2 separate regions of the Gossypium hirsutum genome follow, and region 2 is linked to region 1. A link is a contact called in public Hi-C data. All regions are on one chromosome and are shown on one strand. The core of a region is the stretch at or near the end of the contact, and the rest is flanking DNA. Distances in the headings are between cores, read along the strand shown. Region 1 holds the start of LOC107918232 (F-box/kelch-repeat protein At1g67480). Region 2 has its middle 34 kb from the start of LOC107918232.

Evidence for each region. Hi-C and Micro-C count contacts between places; a contact is called where the count stands out from the background.
Region 2: a Hi-C map of leaf shows a contact between it and region 1, with 2.6 times the contacts expected there. The contact joins the enhancer-like site here to the promoter of LOC107918232 in region 1. A contact is called at or near these places in 6 of 34 Hi-C or Micro-C datasets (fibers, leaf and seedling).

Annotation. Positions count from the first base shown.
Region 1 is chrA01:95,157,647-95,162,500 of Gossypium_hirsutum_v2.1, reverse strand. It overlaps LOC107918232 (F-box/kelch-repeat protein At1g67480), which reads left to right and starts at 2,940. Exons shown (of 2, transcript XM_016847770.2): 1 at 2,940-3,726; 2 at 3,814-4,606. The coding sequence starts at 3,206. The coding sequence ends at 4,441. LOC107918230 (mannosyl-oligosaccharide glucosidase GCS1) reads right to left here. Exons shown (of 22, transcript XM_016847769.2): 22 at 2,142-4,854.
Region 2 is chrA01:95,190,985-95,195,838 of Gossypium_hirsutum_v2.1, reverse strand. No RefSeq gene overlaps it. Among protein-coding and RNA genes, the nearest start is that of LOC107918232, 34 kb to the right of the region's middle. Within about 2 kb of position 2,903, at least 5 of the 9 cell types and tissues checked have an H3K27ac peak or open chromatin away from gene starts, as enhancers often do. A contact at or near this core is called in leaf, where this site is marked.

The DNA of each region.
Region 1 (4,854 bases), core at 1,691-4,190:
ACAATTCATCATATTCAATTTATCATTTCTTTACGATTTAGTACATATATCACCTATATCACCTTTTGTACCAAATTGCAAATAATTTAAATTACTATCAAACATATAAAAATACATAATTCAAGTATATAATAAATCAAATAAAATCATACCATATAAACTTACCTAGTCAAAACAGCAAACAACCAAATCTTCAAGGACTAATCAACAATTTTGCCTTTTTTTCTCGATTATCCCTGGTTTGGTTCAATTTTCGATGTATACAATAATTTAGTTGAATTTATAAATTCCAACCCTCTTATTTCATCCTATTATAAGCATATATCGGCTCAATTTCACTATATGAATGCCCCCTAAAGTTTTTCATTATTCAATTTAGTCTCTAAAATCAAAATTGCAATATCTCTCAAATTTGAGCTTTGATTTCGAAATCGATCTCAATTACATCTTTTTAAGACCCTCTACTGTCCATAATTACAAAGATTTCATAACGGTTATGAAATATTTATACTTTAGCCATTATGTTTTTTTCACTTTACAAATTTATCTGCTTTTTCATAACAGTTATGAAATATTTATACTTTAGCTGTTCAGAAATATGGGCGAACTCATTGTCATTGGTGAGTTGAAGTTTGAGTGGGATGGACATGTAGCACAGTTCCATTAAAGGCATGTAACATGTTTTTTTTAACTAACATAAACTTTACATGTTAATTCAGTTTATGGCTTCCTAACATATTAATTTTGTTTATTTATACTGTATTTTTAATATGAGTATTATCTTAAAATAGAGAATATCTATTTTTCTATATAAATAATAGTTACGAATTAAGAAAAAGAGAAAGGAAAATTCTTACTAAAGTGGGATCCACCAAGAAGGAAAATTAAAACCACAAAGAAATTGCATAGAAGAATCACAAACTCCCATTAATGGGAACCTAAAAATCTCCAATTACTGACCAAACTGTTAAAAGTAGAATACTTTAAGGAGAAATACAATAATGATTTCATGTTTTTCTTTCTATTACTTTTCTATATATATATATATATTTATCCAATTCTTTCGTCCTTGATATTTTTATTATGTTAATCAACAATTATTTTATCAGTTTAAATACAAATTATGTTTGTTATTTATCTAAAGCTCAAACCAGTTGGATTTTTTTTATTCTTGAATAAATATATGTAACCTTTATATATATATATATATCATCCTGAAAAATATTTTAATATACTCATCCACCATTTAAAAATAACACGTAATAATTTAATAATAAAATCAACAACAAAAGTAAAACCAATATAAAAAAAATTATGCAGTAAAACTAAACCAAATTATTATTATTTTTTAGTTTTTCAAAAATAAGAGCACTACACAAAAATAAACTCTCAAATACAAACCTTTGATGAAACCAAATGGATATGTTTGGTCAAATTCTATTATTAGACCCTATATTTTGTGTAAATTATAAATTTAATATTTATATTTTAATTTTTAAATTAAAAATATATATTAATATTTAGTATATTAAAAGTGTATTTTTTTAATTTTAAAAAATTAGAGTGAAAATATAAAAAAGTAAAGCCAAATCATTCTCCTATATTAGACTTGACTTCTTTTTTTTCTTTTTACCAGGAAAAGAATTATTTGTCTGATGTCACGAAATAAACGGAGGCTTAAAATGAAAGAAATAAATGAATAAATAATGATGATGATAATAATGATAATGAGATGATTAGTGAGTGGTGGAACCCTCTCGCCCTTTTCTGCCTTGCTTTTTCTATGCTTATAAATTCTTTCCCTTATTCATGGCTGCTTTGCCTCAAAACACTCTCATCCCCTTTTACGCCTTTCTTTTCAACACCAACCCTTTTTCATTCTCCTCTTTTCCAGGATCTTCAAAGGTAAATCCCCCTTTCCTCACACCTCTATATACATTGCCTCCTTTCTCCTTTCTTTTAAAATTTATGTTCATTTAGGTTTTTTTTTTCCTTTAAAAATTTTAAACCAAAAAAAAAAATATTTCTTACCAGGTTAGAGAACCTGTTGAGACGTGAACTTGGGGATCTTTTTAGTGTTTATCTTCAGATCTAACGTGTTTCAATAGTATTATTGCCAGACTGTTAGGATTTTGGATAAGAACATTCGGCTGTCTTCCTACCCCCCCCCCAACTTTACTTTCCAGGAATCTGGGTTTTCTGGTTGTTGATAGATGATTTGTTGGTCTGCTGCCTTTTACTTTAATCCTTTTGATTCTATGATATCATACATTTCATCTTAAGAACTCATCTGTTAATTTTAGTTGTAGTTATTTTAATTTAAGTTAGGGTGGTTGGGTAGGTCAAGTCAAGATCTGGGTTTTACAAGTTCAGAGATATATAATAAGCCCCTTGAGTTGTTCGCCCCTTTTGTGTATCTACCACCGCAAATAAATTAATACCTTCTTTTTGCAACATGTTAGAGTTTTAGGTTTAGAATAATAGAAAGGAACACTTACTTCACCACTACCACCACCACCACCATTATTATTATTATTTTGTATTTCTGTTTGGCTTTGGGTGTTTCCCAGCAGTACATAAGTCACTGCTGCCGGCCTGGAGAATCATGATCAAAACAAGTTGTCTATTTGAAGACAGAATCGCTGTTATATGAACTGGATATGTATTGGTTGAATTGACCTTTCTTCATTTTAATTTATATATTCAGGTGATTACTGGTTTCATCATAATGGAAGTTATTGGGGGCTAAAACTTCTGAATTTTATGGCCTTAAAAGGTATTGATTTGACAATGACCGTAGAGATAAGCTATTGTTTCTTTGGTTTCCTGTCGGTAAGCTATTGTTTCTTTGGTTTCCTGTCTTCATACTAATTGGTTATGGTTTTACAATCTTGCATTTAGTTATTTGGGCAATGTGTGGGCAACGGAACGGATACAGAGGTGTGGGAAAAGCTTTGCAGAGTTCAACAGGAAAGAGGGCTTTTGGCATGGAATATGAATCAGATTGGACTAAGAATAGAGTTTCATCGGCATTTACAGCTCAAGTCATCCGTTCTGCTACATCACTTATGCCTTGGAGTTGTAAAATCCCTATAGGTGATGGATTTCATGAGTTTCTTTAATTAGTTGACTAGCATTTATAAATATTGACGCATTCTTTTGGGAAAATATATTTGTACCGCATACGAGAACCATCTAGAAAAAAATGCCTGGTTTTGTGAGAGAAAAGAAGAGAATCACAGAACCCAATATGTGTCTCAGCTCCCCGCTTATGCCAGATCATTCAAAAGGCAATCACCGTTCACCCTCTCAGGCTACTGATGAAATAGAAAGCCCGTTGCTTCCAGGGCTACCGGATGATGTGGCCAAGTATTGCCTTGCTCTAGTTCCTCGTTCTAGCTTCCCTTCCATGGGTGGTGTATGTAAGAGGTGGAGATCATTCATTCAAAGCAAAGAATTCTTAATGGAACGAAAGATAGCTGGAATGCTTGAAGAGTGGCTTTATGTTCTAACTATGGATTCTGAAGGAAAGGAAAGCCACTGGGAGGTTTTGGATTGTTTGGGCCAGAAACATAGGCTTCTTCCACCAATGCCTGGTCCAGAAAAAGTTGGATTTGGGACAACTGTCCTCAATGGAAAGCTTCTTGTACTTGCTGGCTATTCAGTCATCAACGGAACTGCTTCTGCCTCTGCAGACGTTTATCAATATGATTCTTGCCTCAACTGGTTTGTTTTCCATTTTCACTTTTTATATGACGCTTAATATTTTGTCTTGGACTTCTTATTGGTTTTAACACATCATCATAATTGCAGCTGGAGCAAACTAGCAAACTTAAATGTTGCTCGCTATGATTTTGCTTGTGCGGAGGTAAATGGTGTGGTTTACGTCGTTGGAGGCTATGCGGTTGAAGGCGAGAGCCTCTCCACTGCAGAGGTGTATGACCCTGACACAGATAAGTGGACACTCATTGAAAGTCTACGTCGACCTCGCTGGGGTTGTTTTGCCTGTGGATTGAACGGAAAGCTTTATGTCTTAGGTGGTAGGTCAAGCTTCACTATTGGAAACTCGAGGTTTGTTGATGTGTACAACCCTGAGAAGCAGACTTGGTGTGAGATGAAAAATGGGTGTGTGATGGTCACTGCCCATGCTGTGCTGGAGAAGCAGCTTTTCTGCATGGAGTGGAAGAACCAGCGGAAGCTGGCAATATTCAACCCAGATGACAATAGCTGGAAGATGGTTTCGGTGCCATTGACAGGGAGCACAAGTATAGGGTTCCGTTTTGGGATATTGGATGGAAAACTGCTACTATTGTCAGTGGAAGGGGACCCTGGTTACCACACACTTTTGTATGATCCAAATGCAGCCCCGGGTTCAGAATGGCAAACTTCTGAAATAAAGCTTTCTGGTCTGTGCCTATGCAGTGTGACTATTAAAGCTTGAAAGAAGCATGCCCTGATAATTTAAGGATCTTCAGTGACGAATGACCTATGTATTCTCATTTAAGTTAAATTTGATTGTGTTAAGCTGATTTGGACTGGGAACATGTCAGAACCCAAAACCTATGTTGTTGAGGTTGAACTTGTTAATTGGATTTCTGTTTTATCATTTCTTTTTTCAAAATATCCTGGGTGATAATGCTTTATATCTTTCGTCTTGTTTTTTTGGTGGTTGGGAAGTGGCACAAAACTAAAGCTGGCTGGCTTGTTTACATGGATTAGCGATATAAGCAGGATTGAATATGCAAATATAGAGCAGAGAGGAAGGGTGGGAAATGAGTTTAATATCAGGGATGTGGGGAGGAGATAATAATGGCTCAAGAAACAGATGTAGAGTGGCTGATGCACGCAATTGAA
Region 2 (4,854 bases), core at 1,654-4,153, 33 kb before region 1:
TCTTATTAAATTTCATTCCTATTTGCTGGCGAGATTCAAATATACAACCAACTGATATTTGTAAAATTACCTCTTTGAAATGAATATATACAAAGAATTGGTTAATCATCTTTGATGGAATATATGTAAAATAAATTTTAAAATATTAGTTTTTTTAAATAGTAGCTCTTACGAAAAGAAATGTAATTACATACAAATAATTACAAGCTAACCTTATAAACTTGAACTTAATTTTTAAAAAACCTACACAAATATGTCTTCTTCTTTTTCTCTATTTTCTCCCCTTCTACTGAACACAAATATTCATTTTTCTCTCTTAAATAGACATAAAAATTTCAACAAAATCAAAAACATTCAAAATATACAGTTTTTTGGCTAGGATGGGGTTATATATTTTGGATGGTGCCGTCTGACAGCATGGCAAGACCACCAATTGGTGGCACCATAAATTAATTTTTTTCATTCTCTTCACAAATATTTAAAAAAACACACATTGGTGCCGCCTGACACATCGGCATCACTCATTAAAAAAATTATTTTCCTGACATTATGCCATTGCTGTCGCCTGACACACCGGCGACACCTATTAAAAAATTTTCCCTGACAACCACCAATGCCGCCTTACATAGCGACACACCAATAAAGATTATTTTTTCCTTTTTTTTCATTGATAGATTTTTTAAAAATAAATTGGATTGGTGTCGCTTGACAGACCGACATCACCCATTAAAAAAATATTTTTTTCCTTTTTTTTCTCCACTAAAAATACTCGTATTTTTCATAGGTAATTCAAAAAATACATGGTTGTCGCCTGACACAATAGTGACACAAAAAAATTCTTTTTAAAAAAATTAATGATTAGAAAGAAAAGAGGGTGGCATTGCCGGTTGATCAGACAACAACGACTTCCACTATGATAAACGAGTTATTTTCATGATTAATTAATATTTTAAAGTTAGATAAAATCTTTAAAATTTCCAAAGTGTTATTATTTATGAAAATATTACTTAGCATTATGATAAGAAAATGAATTAACTATAAAAAAAATATAAAAAATATTTATCAGTCAATCTAATAAATAATTTAAAATGTTTGTAAAATAAAAAGTTAAAACATTTATAAAAAAAATATTATCATAGATAGATTTTATTAAATATTAATAATTTAAAACTATGTTATAAATTACTTTTAATCTAATATTTTTAATAATTATTTTTATTCTTATCTATCATTATAATTACATTTAAATTTAAACACTCATCTATCTAATCATATTTTTAACCTCATTATCTGCAAGGAGAATAGCATCGCATGTGTCTTGTTTAGTCCTTTTAAATCTGACAACTACACTGATATAGAAACAAAATGAATGTTAAATGAGATAGGTATTAAATGGAAATAGTGAGAGTAGCAACCAAACAATGGCATTTCCTATATAAAGAAAATAAAATGGTTAGATGAAATTTTATTTATTGCCTTAATTGCTAGGCTATGTTACCACATGCCTTGGCTTATTATTTTTCCTTTCGTTGCTCAAGATTTGGTCTTCTTTGTAGTTGCGATGTAATTTTAATTATATTAAAAACATAAGCCAGCAACGTCACCCACTTTTCATCAAACGACAGCTGTTTTGGACACTCTATACATCTGAATCTAAAATTTATCTGGTATTTGAATTTTACATCTGACATTTGTATTATTTTTAGATTTAATTTGATATTCGAATTTGACATTTTAATATTCGAAAATAATCTTAACTTTTTAGTGTTGATTTGATTGAAATTCATAATTAACTAGTAATATTAATAATTAATTTTCATCAAATATTCTTTAAAATCCGAATTAAATTATATTCATCAAACAGTATTTAAAAAAATAAACTCATAACTAAATAAATTCATAATTAACGCTAAATTTATTCTACATAAAAAATTCAAACTTAATAATATTAGCAATTAACTTTAAACAAATCAACCCTAAAACCTAAATTAAGTATTAAAATGTTAACTTTGTTGTTTTTGAATATCAAAATATACAACTTTTATTAAATACAAGATAAATTAGACAAAAATAACACAAGTATCAAATTAAAAAATATAGTAGCAAAGTTTAAATTATTTTCCAATTCAGTAGATGCTAAATGTAAATAGTTGGGCGTGACTGGTATATACAATTAATTAATTATTCTTGTTAATTGTAGATGTTAGTACCCTTCCAAAACAAGAAAAAAAAAATACCCACCTAACAAGACATGAATTGTGTTTTAATTCTCAGGGGGTGTTGCACTAAGGTCTATTACATTGATTTCATACATTTTTTTATTTATTTTAGAGACAAACAAAAATAAAAAATATATATATATATTTTGTTAAATTAATTATGTGTAGTACATGCATTATTATATGTAATCAATCACCTCCTCCAATATACTTGGTCAATTCAATATTTTGATCATCTAAAAAGCCGTCCAAAGTTCAATAATCAACTCGCCAGCCTATAAGTTTGATACAAACTCTTTGCAGTAAAACCCACATCAAGCTTACTGAATAAATAAGCATTTTTGGGTAACCTATCTTAAAAGATTCTCAACAATTCCATATTTTCTAATTTATAGTATTACAAAATTGAATATGTGAAGGTAATGATAGTCCTTATCATGAAGGAAACATATCGATGACCATGCCCATATATTGGACCGCTGAGGCTAAGCTATCCTAAAGCACTTGCAGTTATAGATTAGAGTGGTGGGTGGCCCATCCCACGTCTCTTTCTTACCTTTGGAATTACCAATCAAAACTGTGATTTGTTTTTAAGTTTAATATTTATTCTATTATTAGAAAGTGAGGTAGCTTCCACCAACAAGGCTCAACCGCCTCAAAGGCAGATAGCAACCCCGTCCCCATCAAGTTTGGTCCCGCAAAGATCCAAATCGCCCATTCGCCCCTAAATAAATTGGTAACCCTACACCACACACAATAAAAACCAAACTGCCCATTCCCCTGGATCTTTTTCTTTGTTATTTATGGTGGAGGACCATACACCCTATTTAACCTCCCAACTCTGGGGGTTGTATGGCATCAATGAATTGAATCTCTTTTGAGTTTGATTGTTTTCTTTTTTTTCTGAAAAAGAAAAACAATATCATAGGATACCACAAATATGGCATGTGGTGAACAGTGGAACCGACCAAAAATATAGAATCTCAAAAATCATTTGTCCACCTCAATCTCCTCCCGGAAACCCTACACTATAAAACTTGTGTGTTCCTATTTAGTATAAGACACAACCACAAATATCTTTTTTCCTCAACTCTAGGACGATTTTTATTGTTACCATTTTTACAAAAGAAGATAAGGATTGCATTTGGACGTGAGATAAGGATGCGTTAATGATTGGATTTAATTTTCTACCAAATAGTAAACTCATTTTAACTAGAAATTAATTGTGGTTATAACTATATGTAAACTGTAATTAAAATAAATAGTGTGGAATGAAGCAATATGATGGTAGTAAAGGTAGGAGTGTAGAAAGTGCGAAAAGGGGTGAAGCCTTGGTATTTATAACTAGTTTTAGGGTGCCTAATAGGCTACCTTAAGTCATTCATTGGTGGACCGTGGAGTGTAGCGAATAACTAGTTTGTGGGTTCTACAACCTTTGTTTCTCCTTTTCGATGAGGCTGTTAATCCTAAGCTGGTGATTCGCTCTTTGCTTCACAATACTTATGAGCTTGGACTTTCTTTGAGTTTAGAGATACAAATTGAGTATTTTGCTCTTAAGTTGATATAAAAACATAAATATTGAAGTGGATTGATATAAAAAATTTGTTGGTTGAAGTATCCGTATCTCACATAAAGTTATTACTAGTTATATGCTAATCACCAAATATTACTCTAATACCTATTCATGTAAATTGATAATATAAATTTCTAAACTAAATCAAAGAAATAAAAATAGGCAAGGCAAATTAAAATGAAATAATCAATCAATAATAAAAATTTAGGATTACAATTTTATCCAATGTATTAGCTAATTGTTCTATCTTCACTCAATCTATCTTACTATCCAGGGGTACTAGATTTCTCTTATATCTTTTCCAAGCAATTAAAGAACTAAATTAATCTAACTATTGAGCTATATTTCTATCCCAATAATTTAAACCAAATTGATTAAGAACAAACCCTAATTTTGGCTACCCAAGGTAATAATATATATTTCTATCCTAATTATGAATCATAGATTAACCCATCTAATTTAAACCAATAACTATTCATTTTAGACATAAAACGCAAACTCATCTTCTACTTTCTTTAAGTTTGGTCAAACTATTATCAATAAAGAACAAAAAAATTAATGAATAAATAATCAAATCTCTATTAAAAATAAAAAGAGATGGAAATAGAAAAATATTTAATTAACTAAACATGGAATTCATTGCAATCCTAAAAAAAACCTTAGCTCTTTGAGAATTAAAAAAAAAATCAAATAAAAAACTACTCCTAGAAAAATGGAAACAAGAAGAAAATCTATGGAGAAACTCAATTTTCTTGATGAAATCTGTCGATTCTTGATGCGTGAAGGCTTTGACAACTTCTCCTCTTTTCTTCTCTCCTTTGAGTTTCGGACTCCTTTTTTTTCTCTTTTATAACTCCTAAAAATTGCAACTCTTGAAAACAATTCAAGTATGTGCGCTACTCCAAGAAGCAATCTTTCCGCTAGAGTGAAAAGTTGTATGTCTGCTTTTGCTGGGTACAAAAAATTTTCATTGAAGCGAAAATCTGCCTTCATTATCTATGTCAAGCTAACATTTCCTCATACTTTGTTGGACTTACATTAGCTAAGAATACTAAAAAAATG